Linked DNA regions of Mus musculus: region 2 is linked to region 1. Evidence: chromatin contacts called from public Hi-C data. All regions are on one chromosome and are shown on one strand. The core of a region is the stretch at or near the end of the contact, and the rest is flanking DNA. Distances in the headings are between cores, read along the strand shown. Region 1 holds the start of Gprc5c (G protein-coupled receptor, family C, group 5, member C). Region 2 has its middle 22 kb from the start of Cd300lb.

Region 1 (5,705 bases), core at 2,051-4,550:
TTCTGCCTTGACCTGTCCCTCACATCTCACCTCTGCCACCAAACCACCAGCGTGGAAAACTGGGCTGCCCTGGGACGTACCGTCCCTGCCCTAAAATGCCTCATTTGCCTGCTTCCACCGCAAACAGAGAGTGTGTGTGTGTGGGGGGGGGGGGTGGAAACAGTCAAGACGGGAAATTGGGACGCTGGGCTGGACTCTCTCTCCCCCTTGTGGGACAGAGGTCCCTGAGGTGAGCAAGACAGTGGGAGAGAGCCAGGCATAGTGACTTTAAACCTAGGAAGCAGAGACAGGCAGATCTCTTGAGTCTGAGGCCAGCCCTGTCTACATAGTGTGTTCCAGGACCATCAGAGCCACACAGTAAGACCCTGTCTTCAAACAAAACCAGTAACAACAAGAAGACAGTTGAAGAGAAGAAAGCACAGAAGAGCTCAGACCAGTCCTCTAGTCCAGGAGTACAGATTCAGCCAGATTCATTTGATTTTTTTTGTTTATGTGTATGAATATTTTGCCTATATGTCTGTATGTGTGGTACAGAAAAGAGCATCCCCAGTACTGGAGTTATAAACAGTTATCAACTACCACGTGAGTGCTGAGAATTGAATCCCAGTCCTCTGCAAGACCAGCCGCTGCTCTTAAGCCACCTGCTACCTTTTAAAATGGTGGCTAAAAGGTAGACAGGTGAGACCAGCTCTGCCTAAATAGCTCTTGGTGTACCCGGCTCCCTGCTGTGGACTGCCCCCCCCCACACACACACACACAAACACATACTCTACATCTAGACTGAGCCTATATCAAGCTCTTGAGCCTGAACTTTTGAATCATATGTCCTCCCTACCAGGTCTAAGTCTTGAGGGCTTGTGAAGAGACTTTGTATCTTCACAATATCTTCTGTTCTTCGAACACAGGGTATAGTATCCATCTCTACCAGGAGTAAGACAGGGCCCTAGAAGTTTTAACAGCTGCAGCCAAGACTCTACTTCAGATTATTTTCTGGACAAAAAGGCTTTTAAACTTCACCTCCCTAGAATCAATCCTACAACTATGTTTAATCACCTCAGCACTCAGCCTCTCCTCAGGGTCAAGATGACCCAGCCCCCGACTCTGGGCAGTGCAATCAAGGTCCAACATCCCCTCCCTCCTTCTCTCTGACTTCAGAGGGAGCAGAGAAGCCTGGGCAAGGCTGGGGGGCTGACGACCAGCCCTGGCCGGTTTTAAGCAGTTGCAGGTTAGGCAAAGTAGACCTTCCCCTTCCTACCTTTCTGAAAGAAGAACAACCCCTTCATCTCTCCATCTCCAATCAGCATCCAACACACACACACACACACACACACACACACACACACACACACTCACCACATCACCAAGGGAAAGAAGGCTATCTAGTAGGATCAAGGCTACAGAGTTTGACTCAAACCAAAGACCATGGCCACCTAGGGCCCCATTGGATGTAGGGACGGTTCAGCCAGGGGCACCACAGAGCATCCTTCTTCCTCCCTGGCTGCGTCCCCTCAGCAGCTGACCTGGAAAGCTGGGTGGACACTTGTCCAGCCTTCCCCCATCCTCTTATCCACCACTTCCTCCTTTCTGGACAAGTCAGTCCTATTGTCTCAGCCCTCTGGCCCTCTAAGCAGTAGGCTGGTCTACGAACCCGGTAAGAACGGACCTGGAGAGATGCTAAGGCACGGGAGGACCCACAGCCCGTTTACTGTCCTCCCTTTCACTGGACCAAAATACCCCAGCACGCCGAGTCTTAGATCTTCTAAGCAATCAAGGGTCTGCTCTCCGCTTGGAATGTGCCCCACCCCCATCGCCAGCAGCACTCCCTCCCAGCCACAGAACAGACCTTGTTGGGGGGATGGGGTTCTCCAGGAGCACAAAGCCACGCTTCTATATATTCTCGTGTCTGTACTTCAGAATCAAGATCGTGAAATCTTAAGGAATGATTTAGAACTTTGTAAGTGCAAACGTGTGGGCGCGAAGTAGAAACGGAAAGCGCTCTGGAAAAACCAGGGGTGAATAAGGGGTGGGACCCAGAACATAGGCCTCTACACGGAGAAGCGCCGTAGGCCTCTGAAATTCCAAACTTCCCGCGGAGAGATCCTGAGCCTTCACCTCCCTATTCCAACTGGACTGTGTCAACACTCTACGCCCCTGAAAGTTCGAACCGAAAGAGCAAAGGACCAGGCTCTCTGTCCCTAATCCCTCTGGTCACAGAAACCTGCCCTCCCCACGCACTGCCGCGAAATAAGGAAAGGAAGCCAACCTACAGTCACAGTCGACCGTAGCCTCCCACTACGAGAGTGGATAGAGGAACAGCTCTCCGACACTAAGATCCCTTGCGGAACACCCCCGGCCGCAGAACCTGGCTTCCCCGAGCCATTAAATCCCCAGCTGGCTCGGGTTTGGAAACTTTCTGCGAACTTGTAGAGTGGGTGCATCGTCACCCACCCCTTGGGTTTTCACCGGGGGCCTCGGCCCTCTCCCTTTCCCAGCCAGCTGGACCCAGCCCTTCCTGCGGGCCGATGGCTAGGGCGGAGCGCCGAGGCAGCAGCCCTTACCTGGGACGCGCAGCCAGCCCGCTCCGGCGCCGCGCTCAGAGCCAACTTCGGCCCCAGGCAGGGCGCCGGCGGGCGTAGGAGGGACTCAAAGCAGGGCGCGGGGCCAGAGCCCGTTCAGGCGGGGGGTGACCAGGCCTGAGCAAAGGTGCGGGGGCCTGCCTCCCAGGGACCCCCGACTGAGCACTGAGCTAAGCGCGCTCAGTGGCTCGCTCTCCCGCCCGCCTCCCCAGGCACAGTGCTCCCCTCTCTCGGCCAGGGTGGGCCGGGCTGCATCACCGTGACATCACCTCCATTCCCGGCGCTCCTCCGGGGCCAGCAGCGCTCCAGGTACGAGCAATCCTAATCCCCAGTAACAAAGCGCGCCCGGCCCTGCCCCCTCCGACTCACCTCCAGGCTCGGCCGACGCGCACTTTCGGGTTGGGAAAGGCGATCGGAGTTTCTGGCCAAACTGACTAGTGGGTTGTTGCTGTTTACTGCCACGCCCCCGCACGCGGGCGCGCGCGCACTTGCGCGTACTCACTTTCTGGATTCGCCTTTCTCTCCCGAAAGAGGTTCGGGGTGCAGCTCAGTACACCCCTAGGCTGCATCTCCCAGCGATCGCACGCACCCACAGACTCACGGTGGCCACCTTGGCGCGTCTACCCGTGACAGACACCCAACCTTTGTCACTTTCGTCCTGGCTTTCCCATGAGACACATGCCTGGCACAGTTCGCTGCTCCGGGCTGGAGCGAGGAACACACTAGGACACAAAGTCCGTCTTTGTCACGGCTCCGCGCCCCCTCCCCTAGCGAGCTTGCACACGTGGACACAGCGCACACGGAGCGTCCTCCTCTTTCGTGCGTGATCCTTCCCGAAGAGCCCAGTCTCCAAGATCACGAGGGAATGTCACGGCGCACGTCCCTAAATCTGTGGACTGAGTCCAGAACCCCTGCGGGCTGTTGGCCGGAGTCTTTGTCGGCCTGACTACCCCACGCCCGAGTTTCTTACAACGCGGGCTCCCCTCCCCGCGTCCCGGTTCCCTGTGGTGACCTGTCCTAATTAGCCTCTCAGTTTTGTTCCCGAGGTAGTGTTTAACAGGATCCCTGTGGTCTGTGCGCTCCTGGCCACGTTGTTGCTGACTCTAAGTCCAGCCTCTCCCGAAGTCTGAAGACCTTTCCACGAATTCAGATTCCCCTGAACCACACCCCCACTCCCTGCCCGGGCGGATCCACCCTTTCTCCTCCAGCCCCGGGAATCTGCTGAAAAGAAACCGCAGAAATAGGGAAGCGAATCCCAGCTGAGGCCTATCTGGCCCAGTAAACAAGAGATTTTTTTCTTTCCGGCCACTTTCTCTGGGGACCTGGGATCCCGCGGGAGTGAGTTGTGCTGTCTTTGGAGCACTGAGTGGGTCTGGTTGCATTGCGCTGTATCCCCGTAGGGGACAAGTCGCAAGAGCAAGGGAGAGGTTGTTGGGCCTGACAGGGGCCTTGGGGACTCTGGGGGAGGGCAGGGAGTCGGGTCTCAGGGTGCGGGTTCTCGCGACGCCGAGTTGCCTGGGGGATCGCCAGGAGCGCGGTCGGAGCCAGCCGGTGGCTGGGCAGGCTGCAGGGCGTGTTTGCTCAATCCTGGGCTCCCGCGAGGAGGGGGGGGGGGCGGGGGGGCGGGAGGGGGGAGGCAGCTGGTCACAGGCGAGGGGATAGCCAGGTGGAGGAGGTCAGGGAGCTAGTGACCCGTACCTCCCCGACTGGCTGTGTGTTTGAGTACCTCCATCTATGACAACCTGGAGTCTAAACTCAATGAATCACCCGGAGTTGCCGGAGCGATAAAACCTTCGGCCGGTTCCTCCTCACCGCTCTGTTCTTTTCTGACTCTAGGAGGAATGTTTATTTAAGGGGGGTGTGGGGGGGAGAAGCCTGTGGGGCCCAGACTTTCTAGAACCCTGAATCCTTTCCTGTGCCCTGTAGTTTCTGTCAGGTCTGGGGAATGTGGCAAAGCTCGAACTATTTCAGTGGGTGGCTGCTGTGGGGGTACCCGCTCCCATTCCTAAATCCACCTCCCAACCCAAGGTTAGAGATCTAAGGCTCAGGTGTCAAGGCTTGAATGGAGCAGGCAGTTAGTGCCCACGCTAGCTAGAAAGGCAAACAGACTGGTTAGACCTAAGTGAACGGTGAAAGTCTCCCTGGCCTCTGCCTGGTTTTCATTAACTAGGTGACCAATGCCTAACTCTGCTGAGGGCTTTTTGGCATCTGTGAAAAGCCAGCTTGGGGGGGGGGGGGGCTGGGGGGGTGAGTGTCAAGACCCTGCAAAGGATCTCAATTTTCTGTCTTCTCTTTTCCCTACAGTCTCCAAAACTATATGACTGGTTTGCCCTGCTTGGCTCACACCTGTAGCTCTAGCCCTTGGGGAGAAGAGGCAGGCTGGACTACATAAGATTCTGTCTCCAAACAAAACCACACTCTTAGCCCCTGCTTCCCACCGGGCAGGGTTATCTATCCGGCCTGGTCACACACTGAGAGTCACTTAAAAGGGACTGTCCCACTGGGGCTGAGCCCTGCCCTCAGCTAGCCTTGTGAGGCAGCTGGTCTTAGAAAGGAGGCCAGTATCTGAGAACTCTTAGCTCTTCCCTGTTCTCTAAGGCCCCCTTCTTGTAACAAAATCTGCCTTCAAAGGACAAAGCAAGTCCCTGGGGCAGATGGCTCCCACCTCTGCTTCTCCCAGATCCCTGCTCTGCTCTGCTTAGGTCTTTGGAGAAAGAGTTGGGGACCAACAGAGGAACGTTCTATGGACCTTCTCTGACTCCAGCCACAGGAACATCTATGATCCCTAGTGCCTCTCACCCTGATTGAACCCAACATTGCTCTAGCTGCTCTGTATACTTGAGTTCCCGCTGAAAGGCAGGCTGACACCATCTTTGCTCACTTGGCCCATCTTTGAGCTGCCAGAGCCCTCGTTCCTGGAGTCTTAGAAGTGCCACCCACTAGCTGTGTGACAGATCAAGTCATTCCACCCCTCTGAATCCCCTTTCTTTCCTCTTCTGGAAAATGAAAGTAATAACTCCCCCTCCCACCCCTCACGAAATACAACATGTCTAAAATGTTCCCCCCACCACCACCATTCAAATTTACAGGCTGGTCTGAGGCCAGACTCTTCTTCCCTGTGGGATGGTC
Region 2 (5,705 bases), core at 1,250-3,749, 62 kb before region 1:
AGGGGGCAGGCTAACCAGAGACAGTAGGAAGCTGTGACTGGAATCCAGGAGAATAGCATGCTTGGTGGAACATACACAGACAGCCATGTGCATTCTTCCTATCATGAAACCAAGATGTATTTCTATCCACTGCTTCTGCTTCTAGGACATCCTCCTGTCTATACCTCCCACCTCACAGTAGCAGTGTTAACATTACAGGCTTGCACCACTGCGTCCAGCTTTTTAACATGGCTTCTGGGGGTTAAACTCAAAACAGAGGCAAGCACTTTTACCCCTGAGTCAACTCGCACCCTCCAGGCTTTTTATAGTTCATTTCTACAGAAGCACGTGAGCACTCTTCTTTGTGGCAGCCACCACCAGAAGTTCGTTGTTGGGGACAAGCAGTGGGAGGAAGAAGGAGAAGCCCGGGAGCAGAAAACTTGTTTATGTCCTCACTTCCCCATCCCCAGGGCTATGGCACCAGCCGGGGTCTTGCAGATAGTTGATAAACACAAGCTAAATACAGGAAGGAGGGATGGGGAAAGATGGGCATGATAGAGAATGGGAGAAAAGGCACGTTAACTAAGATGTTTGTTTATTGTTTGTTTGTTTGTTTGTTCATTGAGATAGGGCTTCACTCTTTAGTCCTGGCTGGCCTCAAACTTGCAGCAATCCTCCTGTCTCAACTTCCAAAGTGTTAGGAGGGCAGATTCACAGGGGTGAGTCTTTGCTAATTATAGCTAACTATAATTAAGTCAGCAGCATAGAGAGAAAGTTTCAAAGATGTAAGAATGGTGTTCTAGGTCTCTCAGAGTGCGGCGTGGCTCAGCTTTTCTTTAATTATTTCCAGGCACTGAAGCTTATTTCTTTTACTTTATTTTATGTGTCTGACTGTTTGCCTGCGTGAATGTCTGTCGCCACACTGTGCAGCACCCACAGAGGGCAGAAGAGGGTGTCAGCTCCCCTGGGACTGGAGTTACAGGCGGTTGTGAGTCTCCATGTGGATGCTCTTAGTAACTGGCTGTGTCTCTAGCCTCTTCTCCATTTTTTTTCTACAATGATTATTCCTCAATCGTTCCCAACATTAAAAATACATTCCCAGCGCCTTCAAAATTATTTACAAACAAAAATCCAAGCAGGTTCACGCCTCCCCAGTTGTTCTCAGCACTCCCCACTTTCTGACTTCTGAGGGTCATGCACACTCCTCCTCCGTGGACATACAAACATCACATCTTTTCTTCGGTCACTGGTCTCTTCTATTTATGAGACTCTGTTCACCATTTGAGAGTTACTTTCAGGAAGCCACCATGGTGCCTGCTCACCTCTACCTCAGCAGGAGGCCTGTCCCCCCTGCTCACTGGCTCCTCAGCTCAACGTGTAGCCAAGAATAAGTTTGAACTCCTGATCCCAAGTCCTGAGATTACAAGCATGTGCCACCACACCCAGCACCTGGCTGGCTTTATCCTTGCAGTTGAAGGTATTTCTTCATACAGTGTTGACATCTGAGCATAGCTGATCTCCAGGTCCCTTTGAGACTCTGTCTCCATTTAAAACTAAGACCTATGTATTGGTGGGAAGAAGGAAGAGATGGATGGAAGGAAAGAGGAAGGGAAGTCATTTATATAAATAGGATGTTTGGGGGGGTCAATGATCCTTCTTGGTGCCCCCACTAAACTGTGTCCATGGATTCTGCCATTCCCATTCCTCACTTTTCTGCCCAGGCAGTCGAGAACTCTGGGTTTGACAGTTTCTTGGGTTTCAGAAGTACATTGTGGGCTCTGCTGAGCTGCGTGGTCCATATTTGTAGGGTCTAATCCAAAGGAAGCTTGGGCAGGCAGCAAGGAAACTGCACGTGAGTGAGTCCAGGTCTGGAAGAGAGTCTGGGTGACAACAAGGACCAATGGCTGGGACACTGGGCATTGCGTGTGACAAGGACCAATGTGGGGCCTCTGGGCATTGTGTTCCAGGCCTAATACTTAGATAGCCTTAAATAATAGAGTTCTTCCTTAGTCCGTAGGAAGCCCTAGCTTCTATCCCCAGCACCAGTTAAAACTGGGTATGATGGCACACACCTGTAATCCCAGCACTTGAAAGGTGGAGGCAGGAGGATGAGGAGTTCAAAGCCATCCTTTGCTACCTGGAAAGTTTGAGGCCAGCCTGGGGTACATGAGATATTAAAATAAAATAAGATAAAATAAAATAAAATATCTGTGCATCTTCTTGCCTCACTGTCTATCACTCTGTCCCCCATTTTTCTATACCCACCACAGGGACAGTGACTGACCTTCCCTTGGGCAGGCTGCAATCAATGGAAAACGTCAAGAATCAGGATGAGATAACAGAGCACAGCACAGGAAACGCGCGATCAGGAAGTTTCGGGTTCTCTTTCCACATCAAGGGGAGGGCAGGGGAGTGGAGTGCCAGGCAAGGGTTGTTGTCCTTCCTCTTAATTCAAGCTCTTCCCCTTCACAGTCGCAAGACACAGAAAATGCAAAATTCTCTGTCCCGGCTGGACAGCTAGAGCAAGACATGTGCGATTCTAGCAGTGGCCACAGGGTGGAGACATTGGCTGTCCAATCCCTCAGTTATGCTCCAAGGTGGAATCAGCTCCCAAAACCACTGGGGCAGCCCGGTGTCTTAGTTAGGGTTTTACTGCTGTGAACAGACCATGACCAAGGCAAGTCTTATAAGGACAACATTTAATTGGGGCTGGCTTACAGGTTCAGAGGTTCAGTCCATTATCATCAAGGCATGACCACGGCAGCATCCAGGCAGGCATGGTGCAGGAGGAGCTGAGAGTTCTCCATCTTCATCTGAAGGCTGCTAGCAGAAGGCTGGCTTCCGGGCAGCTAGGAGGAGGGTCTTAAAGCTCATGCCCACAGTGACACACCTGCTCCAACAAGGCCACACCTTCTAATAGTGCCACTGCAGGGGCTGAGCATATATAAACCATCACACTCAGTGAGTGCAAAGTCAGCCAAAAAGGCAGTGTGTTCCTCAGACCATTTCCTTCTCCCTTCCTTCCTTCCTTCCTTCCTTCCTTCCTTCCTTCCTTCCTTCCTCCCTCCCTCCCTCCCTCCCTCCCTCCCTCCCTCCCTCCCTCCCCTTGGACAGGTCTGTTAATATACTCTAGTCTGACCTTGAACTTGCCATCCTGCCTTGAGGTTATGGTTTAAAACTTTAGGTCTTTGCAATAATTTTGGACAGATGGATTAGGACTAACTTAACATACATTCCATCAGATTCTGTCGGTGAGCATAATTAATTAATATTAATTAATTTTTTTAAGGAGAGGGGGCTTTGCAACTGCTCTTCCTGTAGTCTTACCCACCACTGAGCCTGTTTCAGGGAGTCCTGAATTTAGCTAAGAATTTAAAGGGGTGGGCGTGTAGCTCAGTGGTAGAACACTTACCCAGCATAGTCATGCAGTGGATTATTATGGTATGGTGCTGCCATTCTTACATGAGAATGTAGAATGATCTCTGAGGTAGTTGTGGCCTGAAACACTGAGGGGTGGGAAAGGGGGGCTCAGAATGGGAAGCCCAGCATCCACGTGGCCGAGGGAGCAGGAACATGAGGACCACATCTACGTGAATATGTGCAAAATGGCCGGGTAGAGTCACAAGCCACAGAACCACATCTAGTCAACGACAGACCACATATGTGATGTTGGATCTCAAAGAATGTCATGAGATGACAATTATTCCCTCGTGACGCCGGAGCTGCCTAACATTGTCGCTGAAACCATTACTTGCGGGTGTATAGTGTGGTATAAATAAACACACCTACAGCTTTGCCAGGAATATAAAACTATAGTGTGGGGGGTGGGGGTGTTGGAGACAGGCCTCTGTTGTGAGAGTGTTTGCCTAGCATGCTCCAAGTCCTGTCCACAAACTCATTTCTCAGAGCCTGTCCTCACTGTTGAGTGACATAGCATTGAATCTTTCCATATTTTGAAGGTCCTCTCTCAAACTCACTTTAAAACTGTTTTTATTGTTTAGTTTGTTTTCAGAGACACAGACTCACTCTGTAGCCTACACCTCACTATGTAGCCCAGGATAACCTCAGACCCTCTGAGGTTCTTCTGTCTGGGATCACAGGTGTGAGCCACCACAGAGGGACTCAGGGATGAATTTAATTGACACTGTGATGGCATTGAAAGGAGGACATCTACAAGCTGACAGCCGAACCTTCAATTCACAGGCCTTGAGGACACTCGACTTCTCTCTGAGGGCTTGTCTTCTCATGGCTGAGCCAAGTCCTCCCTGGGGCCCACCTTGTTCAGGGGCTGCCTATGACACCACTGCCCATGGGACTCCATCTCTAGCTGGGCCCATTGACCAGCAGCCGTTCTACTCAAGCTCAGAGCTCGTAGTTGCAGTCGCTGGTCATAGTGTCTTTTATTTCTTTATTTTTCACTTGTTCACTTTACATCCAGCTCATTGCCTCCTCTCCGTCACCCCCTCCCACAATCCTTCTACCCATCACCATCTCCTTCTCCTCTGAGTGGGTGGGGCCCCCAGGTATCTCCCCACCCTGGCATCCTCTCCCACTGAAACCAGACAAGGCAGCCCAGCTAGAAGAACATATCTCACATACAGGCAAAAGCTTTTGGGTTAGGGCCCCCCTGCCCCGGCTCCAGTTGTTTGGGGCCTACATGAAGACCAAAGTGCATATATGCTACATATGTGTGGGGAGGCCTAGGCCCAGCCTGTGTATGTTCTTTGGTTGGTGTTTCAGTCTCTGAGAGCCCCAAGAGTCTATACTCGTGGGTAGGTAGGATTAACCTAAGCCCATCTTACCAGAAGCAATCTACAAATTCAGTACAATCCCCAACACAATTCCAACACAATTTTATAAGCCTTTAAAGAGAAATTTTCAACTTCATATGGAAAAAAAACCCAAGATAACAAAAACAATTCTCAACAATAAAGGAACTTCTGAGGTAATCACCATCCCTGATTTCAAGCTGTACTATAGAGCAATAATGATTAAAAAAAACCTGCATGGAAGCCGGGCATGGTGGCGCACGCCTTTAATCCCAGCACTTGGGAGGCAGAGGCAGGTGGATTTCTGAGTTCGAGGCCAGCCTGGTCTACAAAGTGAGTTCCAGGGCTGTACAGAGAAACCCTGTCTCGAAAAAACAACAACAACAAAAAAAAACAAAAACAAAACTTTGGGCTGGTGAGATGGCTCAGTGGGTAAGAGCACCCGATTGCTCTTCTGAAGGTCCAGAGTTCAAATCCCAGCAACCACATGGTGGCTCACAACCATCCTTAGCGAGATCTGACTCCCTCTTCTGGTGTGTCTGAAGACAGCTACAGTGTACTTACATAGAATAAATAAATAAATAAATCTAAAAAAAAAAAAAAAAAAAACCTGCATGGAATTGATACAGAGACAGACACACTGATCAATGGAATTGAATCTAGGAACCAGAAATAAACCTACACACCTATAGACACTTGATTATTGATAAAGACGCCAAAACCATTCAATAGGTTATAGTGTCTTAAAGCAACACAGACCTTACATCTCTGGATCAAAATTCTTTTTTTTTTTTTCCATTTTTTATTAGGTATTTAACTCATTTACATTTCCAATGCTATACCAAAAGTCCCCCATATCCACCCACCCCCACTCCCCTGCCCACCCACTCCCCCTTTTTGGCCCTGGTATTCCCCTGTACTGGGGCATATAAAGTTTGCAAGTCCAATGGGCCTCTC

What was found. A called contact is a pair of places that touch in the nucleus more often than the background predicts.
Region 2: a Hi-C map of bone marrow-derived macrophages shows a contact between it and region 1, with 3 times the contacts expected there. The contact joins the enhancer-like site here to the promoter of Gprc5c in region 1. A contact is called at or near these places in 4 of 39 promoter capture datasets (embryonic stem cells, hematopoietic stem and progenitor cells, neutrophils and 1 more), 3 of 15 datasets of contacts at CTCF or cohesin (CD8 T cells, embryonic stem cells and large pre-B cells), 34 of 484 Hi-C or Micro-C datasets (B cells, CD4 T cells, CD8 T cells and 14 more), 10 of 115 datasets of contacts at active chromatin or transcription factors (the HPC-7 cell line, a beta-TC-6 cell line, bone marrow-derived macrophages and 4 more) and 3 of 9 other capture datasets (adipose tissue, liver and pancreatic islet).

Annotation. Positions count from the first base shown.
Region 1 is chr11:114,849,127-114,854,831 of GRCm38.p6, reverse strand. Gprc5c (G protein-coupled receptor, family C, group 5, member C) reads right to left here and starts at 3,300. Exons shown (of 5, transcript NM_001110337.1): 1 at 2,946-3,300.
Region 2 is chr11:114,909,830-114,915,534 of GRCm38.p6, reverse strand. No RefSeq gene overlaps it. Among named protein-coding and RNA genes, the nearest start is that of Cd300lb, 22 kb to the left of the region's middle. Within about 2 kb of position 2,499, at least 37 of the 459 cell types and tissues checked have an H3K27ac peak or open chromatin away from gene starts, as enhancers often do. A contact at or near this core is called in the HPC-7 cell line, bone marrow-derived macrophages and erythroblasts, where this site is marked.